Linked DNA regions of Mus musculus: region 2 is linked to region 1. The links are chromatin contacts, called in public HiChIP or PLAC-seq maps. All regions are on one chromosome and are shown on one strand. Each heading gives the region's core, a stretch centred on a gene start, on an enhancer-like site or on the middle of the called end of the contact. The rest is flanking DNA. Distances are from core to core; before and after follow the strand shown.

Evidence for each region. HiChIP or PLAC-seq counts read pairs in DNA pulled down with a chosen protein or histone mark.
Region 2: a FOXA1 HiChIP or PLAC-seq map of pancreatic cancer cells shows a contact between it and region 1. The contact joins two enhancer-like sites. A contact is called at or near these places in 1 of 115 datasets of contacts at active chromatin or transcription factors (pancreatic cancer cells) and 1 of 9 other capture datasets (liver).

Annotation. Positions count from the first base shown.
Region 1 is chr8:105,385,051-105,389,270 of GRCm38.p6, forward strand. It overlaps Kctd19 (potassium channel tetramerisation domain containing 19), which reads right to left. Exons shown (of 16, transcript NM_001301173.1): 8 at 3,994-4,097; 9 at 3,415-3,557; 10 at 3,141-3,224; 11 at 2,716-2,830; 12 at 1,700-2,327; 13 at 280-471; 14 at 1-127. Among named protein-coding and RNA genes, the nearest start is that of Plekhg4, 14 kb to the left of the region's middle. Within about 2 kb of position 2,286, at least 35 of the 459 cell types and tissues checked have an H3K27ac peak or open chromatin away from gene starts, as enhancers often do. A contact at or near this core is called in pancreatic cancer cells, where this site is marked.
Region 2 is chr8:106,274,656-106,278,875 of GRCm38.p6, forward strand. All of the region lies in intron 2 of Smpd3 (sphingomyelin phosphodiesterase 3, neutral), which reads right to left. Among named protein-coding and RNA genes, the nearest start is that of 4930506A18Rik, 5.5 kb to the right of the region's middle. Within about 2 kb of position 2,241, at least 13 of the 459 cell types and tissues checked have an H3K27ac peak or open chromatin away from gene starts, as enhancers often do. A contact at or near this core is called in pancreatic cancer cells, where this site is marked.

The DNA of each region.
Region 1 (4,220 bases), core at 1,036-3,535:
TTGGCTGTGATAGCTTTGGGATCCTTTTGCCTGATGGAATCCAAGATGATGTCGGTCAGGAAGCGGTGACATTTCTGTGCATAAAACATCTCCTCCCAGGACAGAGAGAAGCTCAGAAAAGTCACTTCTGTGGAGTAGAAAGAGTAGCTATGACTAAAGCAGTCCACGGCTAAGGCCTCAGAGAGAAACACAGGGCAGGAAGAAGTGTAGAACTCTCTAGGGACATACACTCTTAATACCCTGGGTGTGGGCTCTGCATCTCCACAGGCAAGGCCTCACCTCGAAGTTGGGGGCTGGCTGTGAGTGATGTATGCTTGATGTTATCCATTTGGGTGGTGTAGATAATGCTGTCTTCAAAGAACATGCAGGAGCCATCATTACCCACCACAGGGGGGTGAGCCACTTTGAGGATGGCCCCTGGATTGTCGGTCCCGTTAGCATTAGGCAGAGGCTGCTCAGGAGCAGGGCTTTCTGTGAAAAGAAAGAAGGGATTTTCCTAGGCTTGGGAGCCTAGGCTCAGTGCAAGCAGAGAGGCTCCTGGTGACAGATCAGTACATTCATTCACAACTCCCAGAATCCTCCCACTTTTTGTAAAGAGTACCCTGGCCTCACCGCTTCATTGTCCTGACATTGTTGCAAGCCCGAGCCTAAGTTTCAGAACTCTACGATTCTTCCAGTTAGGACCAGCATGAAATATGATCAGCGGAAGCCCAGTGGAAGACTTGGAAGCTATAAAACTAAAAAGTGAGCAGACCTTTTCTAGGCAGCCTTTCACGTTTCTCTACGCTGGAAAAATATGGTGTGCACTATCCATAAGTGTGACAGGCCAACTTTATGCCTCACAGAGTCCAAGAGGGCACCTCTAAGTGGGACCCAGGCCACTAGAAGGGAAGCTGAGAAAATAACCTGACATGGCACTTCTCAGCAAACTTCTCTGTGTTTCCTGCCACTGCCAGCCACAAACTAGCATCAGCTCAGTCCCCAAAGTCCCTCGTGAAAGGGCCCTAGTATTTCCCATGCCACCTGTGCCTTTCCCAGAGGTCTCTTTTCTACTGTCACCCACTTTGATTAAAGGCCCTTTCACTTGCTCACAGCCACCCTAGATGATTGGCCTCTTGGTGGCACCTCTGCCTCCCTCCACTACTCAGCCTCCTTTGTCCAGCCTGGAATGCATCCACACCGCTGATGCTTGGCCTCCTATGACCTCACTTCAGAAGCACACACCTCATCATGGGTTCCCTTTAAAAGATCCTCTAGGAGTTGGTCATCCTTATTAAGGGCAGAAGAGAGCACCACATTCTGAACTTGGTCCCTAAGACCTGGTCAGATGACTCCTGGCTTCAGTGTCATTCCTAATGGCTTGTGCACTAGAATCCAGACCTCCAGCTAGAGCAGTGCCCTGTGCTTCCACCAACACCCTACATGTTCTCCCTGCCTGCTGACTCCCCAGTGGCTGGCCTCTTTCTAGCTCATATTTCTTAGGTTCTCTCCCACAATGCTCATCACTCCTCCTCACATGACCTCTTCACTCCTCAAGTTAACAAGCCAGTGTACTACTCATTTCTGTGCCTGCTACCTCGCACAGAGCTGGTACCTGCATAGGAGGTTCTGGCCCCTGCTCAGAACTCTCTATGGTCTTAGCCGGGAGATCTGTTTTCAGTTGAAATGAGACTTGGGTCAAGGATGGGGCAAGACTCACCTCTGTCCTTGGGCCTCTGCTTGCCCCAGTCCTTTAGGGTAATAGCTCTTTTTGTAGGGAAGTATGGCTTAAAGGTTGGCTCTGGACCCTTGTCTTTCACTCCAGCTCCGGGTCCAGTCTGGGGACCAGCATCCTTCTCAGAGGTTATGGAATGAGCTTTCCAAGCAGCTGAGGTACCAGGCTGCGGAGCAGCCTCACTTCCCGAGGGGACATGCAGGCTAGCCTCCTCCACAGAGCTGCTCCTGGAGGCTGGCAGTGGCTGGAATTCCCACTGTTTACAGTTGACCATGTCCCATTCCCTGACTAAAGATATGAGTTTTTGCATGGGGGTGACAGGAGGGTCTTTGGCATCAGGTTTCTGTGTGAGGTTTATAGTGGTGCACTTCTTCTTGGGGGGACTCTCAGAGTGACCTCCCCAATGTCTGGGGTTGGCACATAAACCAGAGCAGTGTGAGTATGTGCTGGGATTGCCTCCCCTCTTGGCATTTCTGCAGAGGGAGACCTGAATAGTCCGGGTATACTGCTCAGCCTCTTCCATCTGGCTGGACCTGGTCAGGTTCCCTTTGGCCTTGTTCCATGGAGTCCTGTCACTGCATTCCTGGAAGTCCACAGGCATGCAGGCTGTGGTCTGGGGAGGGAGGGACACAGTAGCTGTGGGTCTGTTGTACAATTATCAAAGTCTTCCCAAGACCTAATAAACTGGGCTTTAAGACAGCCTGTTTGCTCAGGACAATCTTACCCCCTGAGATGGATCATCATTTAAGTTCACTCAGTCCAAGAGGGAGTCATACCAGCCCAGGCAACTTTTATATTTCAAAAGGAGAGATTGTTACTCCAGGCCACAAGTAGCTAGCACACTCCTGTGCCTCCTCAAAATTCAGAAACTAGTTCTTCTACTAGTAACACATGGGGGGTCCTGCTTTTCTACGGTACCGTACCCTCAGGAGCTAGGTCTTCCCCTTGAACCCTATGGAGGTGATGTTTAAGGACACCAAACAAAAACTCCTGGGCCTTACTTCCTTGGCATCTCTGCTGAACTCTGCCATTGGCCCTGTCCCTTCGGTCACCACATGCAGCTTCCTAATGGGAAAAGCTTCTTCATTTTCAGATTCTTTCTCCTGAGTCCATGACCTATAGAGACCAAGAGGGATTGGTCAGTGAGAAGAAGCTTCCATCAGCCTGTCAGGTAGCTGTGGGTCTGTTGTACAATTATCAAAGGTCAGGCCTGTCCATTGGCTGGGAGTGAGTAATTATCAACAGTGGATGGGAGGGGGCCTTTAAAGGGGTTTTCATAGGGCAATGACTCATCTAGAGCCCATTTCACCAACTCCCTCCTTCAACTCTCAGGAGAGTAGGTCTCCCTGGCAGATAAAAACATCTGTAAGAGGAATTTATCAAGGTCCAAATTGTTAACATAGAATCCAGAGTGAAATCTACTCACTTGTATGCTTCGCATTGTGCCAGGGCTTCTGAGAGGGCTGGAATATGATACTCCTCCACCTCCTGGCAGAAGAGAGGCCATTCCCTGCAAATGACAAGGAGATGGGAAACTATGGGGGGAGGGGAGACACGGGCCTCTAAAGAAGCTGCCTTGAACAGTAATGCCCATGTTGAAAATAATAGAACCTCCTCCCCAAAGGCTACAACAGAGGGTTCTCTTTGCTACAGAGAGTCAGCCTTAGTGTTTTATAATCTGATTTCCTGTGTTGGCTTACTTAAATTCTGATGGTAAAAACAGTTTTCCAAGTCTCAGGAAGTTGAGAATGTGTCGGAACATTTGGCCGTCCCCGTGAATGAGCAAGGTCTGTCCGTAGGCGATCCAGTACACTCTCTGAGTGTTGGATAGCAGTTCTGGGTACTAGAGGAAGGGGTTAGACATCAGAATCAGTCCCATGGTCTTGGGCTTTAGTAAAGAGTAGGTTTGGAGATTTCTATCTCTCTGTATGTTGACTATAGGTAAGCAAAGTGGAGAGAATCTAAGGAGGAGTGCATTCATTGCCTCTGCTTCAACTTCTGGTCGTCCCACTCCCCACACCTCCCAGCCTTTGGAGCTCAACCCCACCTCCTTCTTGGCCCCTGAGAACCAGACTCTTCTCTCCCCACATTCCCGAGGCCTTCCCACCATGCTGCTCATCACATTTCTACCTACAGAATCTGAGCACTCTTGGCCAGGGAGCTAGGGAAAGGTTCTTAGGCTAAGCAGTAGAGGAAGCTGTACAAAGGTCACATGGCAAGTCCCAAAGATGCTCGGGTGGGGGAAGCCAAAGTGGGAGGACAGTTGGGCCTAGCGGTACCTTCATCAGGGTCTGCAGGGTCGTTGCATACCAATGGCTTCCAACATAAAGCTTGATGATCTGCTGTGGTGAGTATATCGTGACCTCAGCTGTCCACTCCTCACCTAAGGAACCAACGAGAGGGGACACATTGTCTGACCAGAAGGAAAACTAGTGGAGCTCTTTGGTCAGTGGTGTTTACACAGGAAGACTCCACCCTCTCAAAACTCATATTGTTTTGCCTCTCC
Region 2 (4,220 bases), core at 991-3,490, 890 kb after region 1:
TTTTTTTTTGAGATAAAGTCATGGAACCTGGAGTTCGCAGTTCTGGCCAGGCTGGCTGGCTGGTGAGCCCTCAGACCTGCTTGTCTCTGTCTCCCAGCACTGGAGTTACAGATGTGTGCTGCCACACCTGGTTTTACATGGTATACTAGCTAGTTTTATGTCAACTTGACACAAACTAGAAGCATCTGAGAAGAGGGAACCCTAACTGAGAAAATGCTTCCATAAGATCCGGCCATAGGGGGCTGAAGAGATGACTCAGCGGTTAAGAGCAGTGACTGCTCTTCCAGAGGTCCTGAGTTCAATTCCCAGCAACCACATGGTGGTTCACAACCATCTGTAATGGGATCCAGTGTCCTCTTCTGGTGTGTCTGAAGACAGCTACAGTGCACTCATATGCATAAAATAAGTAAATAAATAATTTTTTAAAAAAAGATCAGGTCATAGGCAAGACTGCAGAGCATTTTCTTAATTGATGCAATTGATGGGGAAAGAGCCTAGCCCATCATGAGTTGTGACACCCCTGAATTGATGGTTCTGGATTCTGTAAGAAAGCAGGCTGAGCAAGCCATGAGGAGCAAGCCAGTAAGCAACACTCCATTGCTTCTGCATCAGTTCATGCCTTAAATGTCCCAGGAAGGCCCCCACCAGACAACCCTGGTTGAATTCTTGCCTTGGCCTCCCTCAGTGGACTGTGACTCAGGATATGAAGGCCTAAGAAACCCTCCCCTCCCCAAATTGCTTCTGGTCATGGTGCTCCACCCCAGCGACAGCCACACTAATACAACTCCAAGTTTAGGTCTCATACTAGCACAGCGGTCATTTAAAACACTGAGCCAGTACCCTAGTCCTGCTTGTTTTTTGAGACTGAGGCTTTCGGTTTTGCTTTGGTTTTTTTTTTGAGACAGGGTTTCACTGTAGCCCTGGCTATCCTGGAACTCATTTTGTAGACCAGGCTGGCCTCAAATTCACAGAGATCTGCCTACCTCTGCCTTCTTAGTGCTGAGATTAAAGGCGTGTGCCACCATTGCCCTGTCTGTGACTATGATTTGATGTTCTAAAATATTATTATGTAGCCCAGGCTGGCCTCCAGCTCACAATACTTTTGCCTCTTGCTGAGTAGTTCTGATAGAGCGTGCAGGAGTCTTGGCTCTGGCTGCAGCAGTTCCTATGTACATAGATTGCTAGTGTGGATGAAATACATTTCTACACAGCAGTGACTTCTGAAAGGATTGGGCGTGCTTTACTTTGGTAAAAGTCTGGGCAAACTTTTCCCTTTGTCCAGACGTCTCTTCAAGGTTGCATTTCCTAGTCCCCTTGTGAGACAGTTCACTTAACAGCAGGTGTCAGAACTTCCATAGAGTTCTCTCCTTCTGCCACATGGACCTGTGGGGTTTGAGATTATAGCTACTCCATCAGCCAGGGCCCCAGATTACCACTATATAACTGGACTCATAAAGCATCTTTGATTTCTAGATAGGGTTTCCTACATCCTGGTCTGACTTTGACCTTACTATGTGGCCAAGGATGACCTTGAACTTTTGCTCTTCCTACTTGAACCTCTTAGATATTGGGATTTCAGGCATGAGCCACCACAGTCGGTTCCTTATGATTGTAGGGATTGAACACAGGCCTTCATGCCTGTCAGACCAGCACTCTACCTTCAAGCTATATCCACAGCCCCAGACAGCCTCTGATGATAACCACAGCACTGACCATCCCATTTTGATCAGCAGAGGAAGGCAAGGTTTTCTGTATAATCGGTCTCCCTGCTTGACTCCAGAACGCAGCCTTAATGAGTGACAGGCTTTGGTTTCTAGGACTACATCCAGATCTACCTCTGGACTCCACTTTCTTCATCCCCATTTCAGTGATGATAGCAATGTCTCTCTGCTCAGACGCCAGGCTAGGAGGAGGCCCACTGCTCACTCATCCCTTCACTGTTCACTCCTGCTTTGTGCCCAGATCCTCTGGGACCATGAGGCACTGGGACTCTTGAGCCTTAGGCTTTTCATTTTTAATGGAGATTTTTCTGCTCAGGGAGAAAGAGTTTGACGTCAGTAGACAAGAAATCCATAAACACAGAGAAGAAAATCCATGTGAATGGATAGAAACCTCTATAAGAGGTTGATCTAGGGGCCGGCAGGGCCTACAGAAGACAAGCAGGAAGCAGCAGGATCAGGTCCTCACAGGTGGACCCATGTTGAGACAGAGCCAAGAGCCTATGCTTCATGCTTGGGGCCAGAGCCAAGAGGTTGGGTGTGGCCAGATACTATGGGGTAGTAGTGTTGGACAGCAGACAGGGTCAAGGCAGAGAAGTTAAACAAGGAACTTGGGAAGCAGAGTCAGATATGGTTTCTGCAGGTGTTTGGTGAGAAATGCTGGTGACCATGCACGTATGGAAGGTGCAGGTGTCCTCCAGAGGGTGTGGGGATGGAAGGGTGCTGCATATTGACTGGGCAGGGCAAACGGTGAGCAAGGGAGAGGCAGGTAGAGCAGAGAGATCGAGAACTGAGTGTGGACACAAGAGAGATGGAGCCACACAAGAGCCACTCCTGCCTCCCAAGGCCACTCCCTTAGTGACCACAGTGACTGCTTACAGGCAAGAAGGACACAGACACAGGAAGATTGGCTCTGGACTGTGGGCAGGAGAGCGTGCTTCTGTACCCACTGAGTCCCCCTGAGTGGTTTGTTTGCCTTGTTTTTACTTTTTATTTTATGTGTGTGGGTGTCCTGCCTACATGTAGGTCTGTATGCAGTATATATGTCTGATGCCTTGGAGGCCAGAAGAGGCGTTGGCTCTCTGGAACTGAAGTTACAGATCGTTGCGAGCTGCCATGCGGGGTGCTGGGAAGTGAACCCAGATCCTTTGGCAGAGGAACCAATGCTCCTAACTGCCGAGGCAGCTCCTCGAGCCCTGGTTTGTTTAGTTTAAAGATAGTACACCGGCATGTAGCTTAGGCTAACCTACATAACCATTCACAGTGTGCTGGTGCTATCCGGAAGCTGCCCTCTAGCTGGCTGGGAGTGAACAGCCCAGCTTGAGGCTGCACTCCCATTCATACAGAAGAAGTGGGGGCAGTGTATCTGGGTGGACTTGCTGTTAAGTTTTCAAAAGAAAATCTCCGTAAAGACGTCAGCACTAATGAAAACCCAGTTCATGCGGTTTTGGTCAGAATCGCTTTAAGAAATAATCCCAGGAGACTGCGTGTAGTGATACACACAATCTCAGCGCTCGGGAGGCTGAGGCAGGAAAGTTAAAACTAGCTAGCCTCAGCTACATAGTGATGGGAACTTGTTTCACACAAACAGCAGTAAAAATTAGATCCAGGGGCTGGAGACGTGGCCCAGTGATTGATTGCTTAGCATGTTCAAGACCTTGCTCAGGTAGGAAAAGGAAAGGCAGGAGAGAGGAAGAGAGGACTAGACTCTAAGGCTTTCCTTTCGGCTCCTTGATTTCTGTTTCCTTCTTTTCTGCCCCTGGTCCCTTGTCACTGTGCTTCTTGCCCTCTCCCTGCTCTCACAACTGTCCCTCTTGAGAGCTCTGTGATGTTGCCCTGACTCTTAATGCCCAACTTTCCCCTGTCTCTCTTCAAACCCCTCAGGTGACTCCTCATGGGACAACCAGCATAGGTGCTTCATGACCTTTGACCCCATGTAGTTGACTGACAGTTTCCCTTCAGGTTCATTTTTCCTCTTGTTTTCCTAACACCAGCGCGGTCTCTCAAGGCGTCACCGAGCCATCATCCTCTTCCATATCCCGCCTCCTCTCAGAAGCCCGCAGCTCTGCTTCTGGGGCTCTGGAGCTGGATTGCCACAGGCATGCCCAGCCGCCTGGTCCTCTCCTGCCACAGACCACAGCAGCCTCCCCTGACTTTCCAGCACCTCGCCCCTTCCTCTGGCTCGCCTGCTCACTGCTGGGATCTTTCTGAATGACACAGTAGACCACACTGCTTCCTCTTAAGCCTTCAGCGGCTCCTGCTGATGCTCCATCTACTTAGGGGAAAGCAGGCTCTGCCCAGCAGCCTGACTTCTGTGTTTCCTGCTTCTGGAGCCCCAGGAGCTCAGACCTGAGCAGTTTCCCATGATGCCTTTGCAGGTATGGTTGCCTCAGCCCTCATCTGTGCAGAAGGATGTGGCTCCAGCAGAGGTCAGCCTCCGGAGCACAGTGGTGTCCTCTCTCTGTCAAGTCTCAGCCAGTCCCCACCTATGGCTCCCAAGAT